Regions from separate parts of the Capsicum annuum genome. Here regions 1 and 2 are each linked to region 3. A link is a contact called in public Hi-C data. All regions are on one chromosome and are shown on one strand. The core of a region is the stretch at or near the end of the contact, and the rest is flanking DNA. Distances in the headings are between cores, read along the strand shown.

The links. Hi-C and Micro-C count contacts between places; a contact is called where the count stands out from the background.
Region 1: a Hi-C map of leaf shows a contact between it and region 3, with 2.7 times the contacts expected there. The contact joins the enhancer-like site here to the promoter of LOC107880020 in region 3. A contact is called at or near these places in 2 of 5 Hi-C or Micro-C datasets (leaf and placenta).
Region 2: a contact with region 3 is called in a Hi-C map of leaf, with 3 times the contacts expected there. The contact joins the enhancer-like site here to the promoter of LOC107880020 in region 3. A contact is called at or near these places in 2 of 5 Hi-C or Micro-C datasets (leaf and placenta).

The regions. Positions count from the first base shown.
Region 1 is chr1:140,488,233-140,490,932 of UCD10Xv1.1, reverse strand. LOC107879996 (Fanconi anemia group I protein) reads right to left here. Exons shown (of 16, transcript XM_016726923.2): 12 at 2,611-2,700; 13 at 2,428-2,504; 14 at 1,999-2,426; 15 at 1,731-1,921; 16 at 731-1,643. The coding sequence ends at 1,005. Among protein-coding and RNA genes, the nearest start is that of LOC107879996, 6.6 kb to the right of the region's middle. Within about 2 kb of position 1,277, at least 4 of the 5 cell types and tissues checked have an H3K27ac peak or open chromatin away from gene starts, as enhancers often do. A contact at or near this core is called in leaf, where this site is marked.
Region 2 is chr1:140,672,653-140,675,396 of UCD10Xv1.1, reverse strand. No RefSeq gene overlaps it. Among protein-coding and RNA genes, the nearest start is that of LOC107880006, 170 kb to the left of the region's middle. Within about 2 kb of position 1,491, at least 4 of the 5 cell types and tissues checked have an H3K27ac peak or open chromatin away from gene starts, as enhancers often do. A contact at or near this core is called in leaf, where this site is marked.
Region 3 is chr1:140,967,939-140,970,638 of UCD10Xv1.1, reverse strand. LOC107880020 (putative E3 ubiquitin-protein ligase LIN) reads right to left here and starts at 1,340. Exons shown (of 17, transcript XM_016726947.2): 1 at 1-1,340. The coding sequence starts at 686.

The sequences.
Region 1 (2,700 bases), core at 28-2,527, 480 kb after region 3:
AGTGAATTTTCGAAACAAGTTTGAGTGTTTGTCGATGACTTTGGCCAAAATAATTTGATACATCACATACATATTTATTAGACAAAAAATCTAATTTACTTTTTTACTTTTTAAAATCAATATAAGTCAAATTACGGCATTCAAAATAAAATGATCACTTTAAAAGTAGAAGAGAAATAGTTTTTTCCATTAAAAGTAGCTTTGTTGTAGTCTTGTGCCAAAAGAAATAACAGAATAAATTGTAAATATCATAGCTGGTTAACTTATTTGAGATTGATACGTAATTATTATTATTGTTTTTCTATTTTTCTGCTTTCCTCTTTTTTTGAATTTTTTTTTTTTTGGTTTTCCAAAGTATCCCACAACCGGCAGCCGTGAAATTAATCCTTCGTTCCTTCGGTCAGCGCACTAAGCAGTAGGAAACTGACCACAGAATTTGCTCCATTCGTCGGAGGTGGAAATCGAACCTCCAACCTCTTGCTTAAGGGGTGAGATGCTAAACCACCACACCAACCCTTGTGGTTCCTTCTTTTTTTGAAATTAGATAACACAAAGATCATAAAATAAGGACATTACCATCATTTTTTTTTAATTTTTTTTTATATTTTAATATTAATAAAATTACGTCACAAGTATAACAAGGTCTTTTGTCACCGCACAAAGCGCAAAGATTTTCACTAAAGCACAGCTAGCTAGCTTCTTGTTATGTTAGTTACATGATCACTACATATCCAAAAAATAATAAAGAATTGTTTCTTTCATCTTTTAGATCCTTTACCGTTCCTCCAAACTTCTAACATACAGAAAAGTAAAACTATTTGGCTGGATGGATATACACAATCAAATACGTTTTTGTTCACCAGAACTACAAAGAGATATCCAAAAGGACTGCTACAAAAAAGAGAAACTTAAGTGGTGTTGGAAACTGGAATCGCTGGCTGGGGATCTCCCAAAGACACAAAAAAACTTCAAACCTTTTCTGCATATTTACATGTTAGTCTCCTTTATGCTTCTTCATCTGAGTCCTCAACAACTTTCATTTTTGCTCTCTTTGCCTCGGGAAGATTAGCAGCTTCAGCATCATCCTCAGACTCCGAAGCCACTACTGCTGGTGAACTATTGTATGCCTCTTCCACTTCATTTCCTTCATCATCAGCAATGGCAACTGAATCATCTTCTACTTCGTAAGGACTATTGTATGCCTCTACCACTTCATTTCCTTCATCATCAGCAGCAGCAGCACCGGCCACTGAATCAGCTTCTACTCCATGTGGACTATTGTATGCCTCTTCCACTTCATTTCCTTCATCATCATCATAAGCACCAGCCACTGAATCATCTTCTACTCCATCTTCTTCATCACGAGGGTCTTCTGGTGATACTCCCTCACCTCTTGCTGTGCCATTATTATCTGCATCTTGGATTCCAGCATCTTCTGCAGGAAAACTTTGTGGTTCTATTATCTTGAAGTCCCTGGAGGTGCTTCTTTTTGCATGCCTCAGCAAATTTATTTTTGTTGCCTTGCTAATTTGTATGAGATATTTCTCACAATCTTCTATTTGGTAAATCAAGTCCGAGATGCATCTGTTTTCCCTTTTGATTTTGCTGACAAGGGCTTTCGATTTCATGCTGTCTAGTTGCTTCTACAAGTCAAGCAGGTACAAGTAAGAAACTTACTTGAACAAAAGAGGTGAAACTTTAGCTTAAACAAGAGTCCCCAGAGCTTTTACCATTTGCATCAGCGGCACAAAATTGTAGAGAGGAGCTGTTAGCTGCCTGCAAGTTATTTCCACAAGCTTTTGGTACTTGAGGCTTGGTAAAGGTTGTTTCACACCTTTGGAAGGAATTAGAAGCTTTGACATTCGGGCTAAGTTCTTGTAAAACCTTGCAGCTAGCTTCACCAACTGCTCTGCCTGAGGATCTGCTATTCATCTTGGAGTTAAATGATTAACATATAGATTAACTAATAACAAGAATATCTAGATTCCCTTAACATACCCTTAAGGTCCATTTTTACAAAAGAAGATAACACCTTAACAACAGCTTCTGCTCTTGAATAAACAGTCTCTTCCAGAGCCAATCGTGTATCCTTTTCACCATTCTGATTAACTAAAACAGCTCTCGTATTTGGAAGAGAGTAAATCTTCAGCTTCATAATGACCCATTCAGTGTCAAGAATAACTGATTCGACTAAGTGCAGTATTAGAGAAGCCAGTGGGGCACTAGTTGATTTGTTTATAATTGAATACGCATCCAGTGTCACTTGTGAATCTCCCGTTTCTGATTCTAGCCCAGCCACTTTTAAAAGCTCTGCAGCCATGTCTTTGGCGATAATTAAGTCGTTTGGTGGGGAAGTTAATAATATAGCAATAGATACAATACTTTTAGCAGCCTTGGGATTTGATGCTTTACTAGTCTTGCAGATTTTTAGCCCAATTACCCACAAGATTCCTTCGGTCCTCTGGCAGTTTATTGCTAATTAACATGATAATATCACAAAGAACCTGACAGCAAACATAACACAGATGGTATTAAGTAAATAGGAACAATGCTATGCATCATGCAAAAAACTCATGAGCAAATCAAAGATGCCTAATCGTATGCATTTACCTCAACTTCACGGAAGAAAGAACGTGCAAGCAGCATAGAAATCAGCGGCCTTATGCTGTTTTTAATGAATAATTCTTCACTTGTATATTT
Region 2 (2,744 bases), core at 242-2,741, 300 kb after region 3:
AAATTTAGAAGCTCTTCAACTATATATTCTTCAATCTGGTTTTTTGAATTTGTTTTGGGTTGCTGATCATGGTAAACACTTTTGAATTTTGAAAAAAATAACTGCAAAATAACGGCAGAGGTAAAAAAAATAGCCATATAAGGAAAAGGAATCCTAAAAATTAAATAAATAGCATGAATTAAGGACGGTTTATTCCTTATTTAACTCTATCTAATTGGAGTTAAAATAGGAACTGATTTTCAGTTTGTATATGTATTTATATATCAAACTTTAGCTAAAATATAAAATACAACTTGCTATTTTTCGTAATTATGAAACAGTTGCTATAAAAGTTCTAATTATAGCTATAAGTTTGTTACTTATGAAATTTTTCCTAATATTATATGATTCTCAAAATCTATATCATTGTATTTACAAAATCGCCATTAACAAATGGAGGTTTGGGCCTCGGGCCTCCCAAAGAAGAAAATGGATTGGGAAAATGTGCTAATATCATGAACTTGTTGCTCATAGGCCTCTATCCTGAACTCGATTTCCCCTTGCAAACATAGTAGGGATACTTATCCATATGTACCGCCCAAACAAATACTTTCCAATGCATGAAATTATATGTTTTACCTCAAATAACTAGGTGGGTTTTTAGTATTTGTTTTAGTAATTGTACTTATGCCCAAATGTGCATAAGTTCTTTAGAAATTGAAGAATGCATGAACTTAATTTGTGAGATATTAGGGGGGGGGGGGGGCTTACATTGAGCATAGTCCAATTAGTTTAGTTTTTACATCTAGAATAACCAATATTTATAATGAATTTCATAAGGTCATGTTATTTTTGTAACTTCTTTCTCGAGTTACCACATAAACCTCATCATTTTTCTAATTTTGCATTTTAAAAATCTATGACAAGATAAGTAAAAGTGTATACACATTATTATATATTACATATATGTACACACACTCTTATACACTATATATATATATATTGTACAAATATGTATAAACATATATAAACAATGTATAACTATGTATTAATAATATATCCACATTACTTCTACAAGTTCCTTGTTCATTGCATTGTGTTTCATATAAATAAAAGAAACCACAACAACATACCTAGTGTATTCTCATAACGTGAGATCTGGGGGAGGATAGAGTATACGCAGTACATACCTCTACCTCAAAGGTTATAGGGAGGTTGTTTCCAATAGACTCCTAACTCGTATTTCATATAAATAATTACAAAAGAAACTCAAAACACTTCAAAAAAGTCAAAACTGTTATTATTCTTCATTGTTTTCTATTTGACTGCAAATTTATTATTTGAATAAAGTGTTGAAAGAACTTGTTTATCTTTGAGTTTGAAATAGTAATCTACCAAACTTCGAATTCACGAACATGTCCCTAATTTTGGCACAGTTTGGAGCTTAGTTGGGTCTTCATTTTTAAATTTTGATTTATTGGTGTTTGAATTTCATTTACTGTTGTAATTGAGGTAAAATATGAGTAGGGCTTCTGAATTCTTATTTGGGAAGGATTCATGGGTAATATATTACAATCATTATTGGAATTTGAAGCTGAAATAAACATGATTGGGTCAAAATCTAAAGAAATATATTTTGGTGAGGTGGGGGTTGGGATATGATGTGGTGAGTGATTTTGGAGAATAGTAGGAGATATTATCACTTTTATTAACAAAATTAGTATGCATATCTGCGCAATGTACGAAAATTTTAAGATAAGAGTTTTATGAAGGTATTGTCTTTATATGTGTAAATAAAATTTAGAAACTTAATTGTCAATAACTTATCTTGTAGTGAAGAGCGTTATAGCACAAAAACTACTAAATCTAATGAAATGGTTGTATAATTGATATTTAGCACACATTCAAAAAAAATCGTTCCTTTGTTTGGTAAAGATATTCCCTATACTACTTGCTTCTTCACTCTTTAGTTTGGACTCAAAAAGTTAGAATAAAATCTTGAACAACATCTCGGAAAGCTTTATTTTTTGATGGGTTTAATTGTTAAAAGATAGAACTTGGAATCAAAATAAGCCAAATTATAAATAAAGTGACCAAAATAGGTCATCTATTTAATAAGTTACCAAAATAGGCTAAACTTAATAAATTATTATATTTTTTTACTTTTTTCTTAACGGTCAACTAACGGAGTTAACTTTTTGTAAAACGTAATAAATTATTAAATTTTACAATTTTTTAATAAAACGTAATAATTTATTACATTTTATCAAAAAAATATAAAACGTAACAAATTCTTACATTACACGAAAAGCTAAATAAAAAAAGTCAGTGTTTTGTCATATCACTACTTTAATGTCTATTTTTTCTCAAAATTGACAAATCTTAAGTAAAACTTACGTTTTATGTCTAATTTATGTCATACACTTTATCTCAAACTTACTTTACAATTTGGATATCTGAACTATATGTTGATCATCTCTGGTTGATGTTTTCTTTGCAGCTTCTAAATTCCGAGTGCACATATGCTAAACACCTGAAATGTAAGTCTGCCTCTCTTAATATATATTGGTTGCAGCTAGGGGTGGAAAACAGGAAGATTGGATTGGATTTGGATGCGTCAAATATGGATCGAACAAAAATGGTTTGGATTGCAATCCGTCCATATAAATATGCGTAAATATGAATTTGGTCAAATATGAATTGGGTAAAAATGATTTCAACCCACATTTTTCACTTAGAATTTACATGATAGATGCAAATACAAT
Region 3 (2,700 bases), core at 91-2,590:
TGATAATACATGAGCCAAGCTTTGTATCTCCTCGCCATCTTTACCATCCTAGCATACACCTCATCATCATTCTCATTCTCATTCTCATAATTTGATGCAAGTTCTTTCGAATGTGGTTCCTGCTCAAAGCATAAGACAGATAACCGTCTGCAGAGGTCCGGAGCAATTTCAGTGTGAAGAAGCCTAGGAGAAACCACAAGAGCTTGAAGAAAATGAGTTGCAACCTGCCACTCATGCCCTTGGAGCTTTATAACAATGGAGAGGTAAAAGTAAGAGTAGCCTGTCAAATAACTGTTTGGAATTCCTGCTGTTTCTCCATGCTCATCAAGTGAGGCTGGCACTTGAAGCATGTTCTCTGAATTCTGCAACCTTGAGGTTCTCTCTTGGCTCCATTTTGCTTGAAGTGATGCTTCTATACTCTCTATCCCCCAATAAAGATTCGACAATATCGACTGCTCTGAGAACTCCAGATACCCTCTATCACCAACATCAAGCTTTGAACTGCATTTCAATTTCAAGCATTTCCAAGATTTTGTATCTGCAAGTAATGCAGTTATGTGCTCATTTATAGCAGTGATGACCGCACGTACTGACTCAAGGTCTAGTTTATCATCATCATATGAAAATACGGGAGGAAGGGTAGTAGCAGAAGAAGAAGATACAGAAGCCATTGAATTATGTGACATTTTGGCCTCATGAAGAAGAAGAATAAGAACAAAGGAGCAATATACTGTTTACAGATAAGTAGTAGAGTGGCTTTTTCTGTATTCTTTGCTCGTGATTGTTGCCAACTTCTGTGCCTTAAGGGGGCCCACTTTTTCTTCTGAAAAGATATACTACAGACAAAGATATGGCTGTTTGCCCCATTAATGGAGGGAAAGTTTTACTGAAATAAAGGACAGATGTTTGAGGTTGTTACTGTCTTTACTGACTAATAATGAACAAGGTAACTTTTCTATTTGATATCCTTATTTTATGTCCATTATTATATGCCAAGAGGCCTTTTTAGCTTAGTTAGACTTGTATAGCAAGGTAACTGAGGGGAAGTGCGAGCTGTAGGAACAATGAAATGTACATGAATTGAATGGAACAAATACAGATAATATAGCTGATTCCAAAAATTCGGGGTCGAAGTGTTGTTAATTAATTGAATGAAATGTTTTGATACAACCACCTTTTATTTGATCCGATTAATTTAGATTTATATCGTATAAGCTTTATTTAAAAAAAAAAAAATATTTCTTACTAAGAGATTTTTTCTTACACGCTTCTTATAAAAAAAAATTATGTTTAAAATTCAAACTCAGCCTCTAATAGAGGTGGGATGAATTTTATCATCCCACCACACTCTAGTAACTAATCGAATGATTGCTATCTATAGTTTCATTATCTTGAACAGATTGCAAGATTCCCTTTTGATAAAATATTGGACATTGCTAAGCGTGATTATAGTTTAATTCTACATTTTGGTGTGCTTTATTCTATTATTGCGTCTTTCAATTCTAAGTTATAATCCTTCTGTTTTATTATTGGCTTTTTATCATGATGCAACTGTAGAAGACGGTGGGGTTCTTTAACTTTAGTATGTGGGAAAAGTATTGGTGGAAAAAGGTGTTAATATTGTCATTTAATTATTTTAAAGTTTCCCCTTTTTGTTATATATTCATTTAATTAATAAAATATTATCTCTTTTGTTATGTTGGATATTTTCTCCGTCGCATATTACTTTTTCATATTTGTTAAAAAATTATCTCAAAATAATTTGACATGCTTAAAGATTCAAAAAATAATTAGATATTTTTTTTAACTTTATCCTTAGAATTTAATAAAAGAGTAATTAACTTCAATAATAATTATAATATTTAATATGAATTTAATAGGGTCATATTACTTAGGGGTGTCTTGCTACTTCTCCGGAGATAGTGGTATAGATTGCGTACATCTTACCCTTCCTAGATCCCACTGTGTGGGAATATACTGGGTTTGTTATTGTTGTATATTACTTAAGAGTGAAAATCATTTTTCCTCTCCAACTTTACCTTAAAAATCAATCCCCCTCAACTTTGAACAATAGTCATATTCCCTCCCTTTATCCTAATTAAATTTTTAAAATACCTATTATATCCTTTTATCATCAACTTTGTTTTTTACTTCTTTAAAATCTTCATTTTTTAAAATTCATGTAATAAATTTTTCATAAAAACATGAGCATTATCTTCTAAAAAAAAAGTGAGAAATACTGATTAAATATATAAACTAATGATGATCTATAATGAAGTAAATTAGCATAATAAGAAAATTAATTTTATTAATAATAATCAAAATCTAATATTTATTTTACAAGTAAAAATAATAAATAATATTAACTTTATAAACATATTTCAATACAGAAAATACAAAATAATGAATAAAAATAAAGTTAGATTTTTAAAGATTATATTTATTTAGATAAATTATCATTTATATAATACTCTATTAAATGGCAATCATACTTCATTTATTTATATAGATAATAGATAATATCGTTTCTTATTACTTGACGATCCTCATACTAAAACTAGTTATTTTAATTTACTTGTTCAATTTATGAAATCAAGAGAATTGTATTATGTTTTTTTTCTACCCTTAGTATTAAATAACTATATAATATGGTAGTATAGACAAATTTAAAGTTTTAAAGTATCATTAATTAGGTTAATT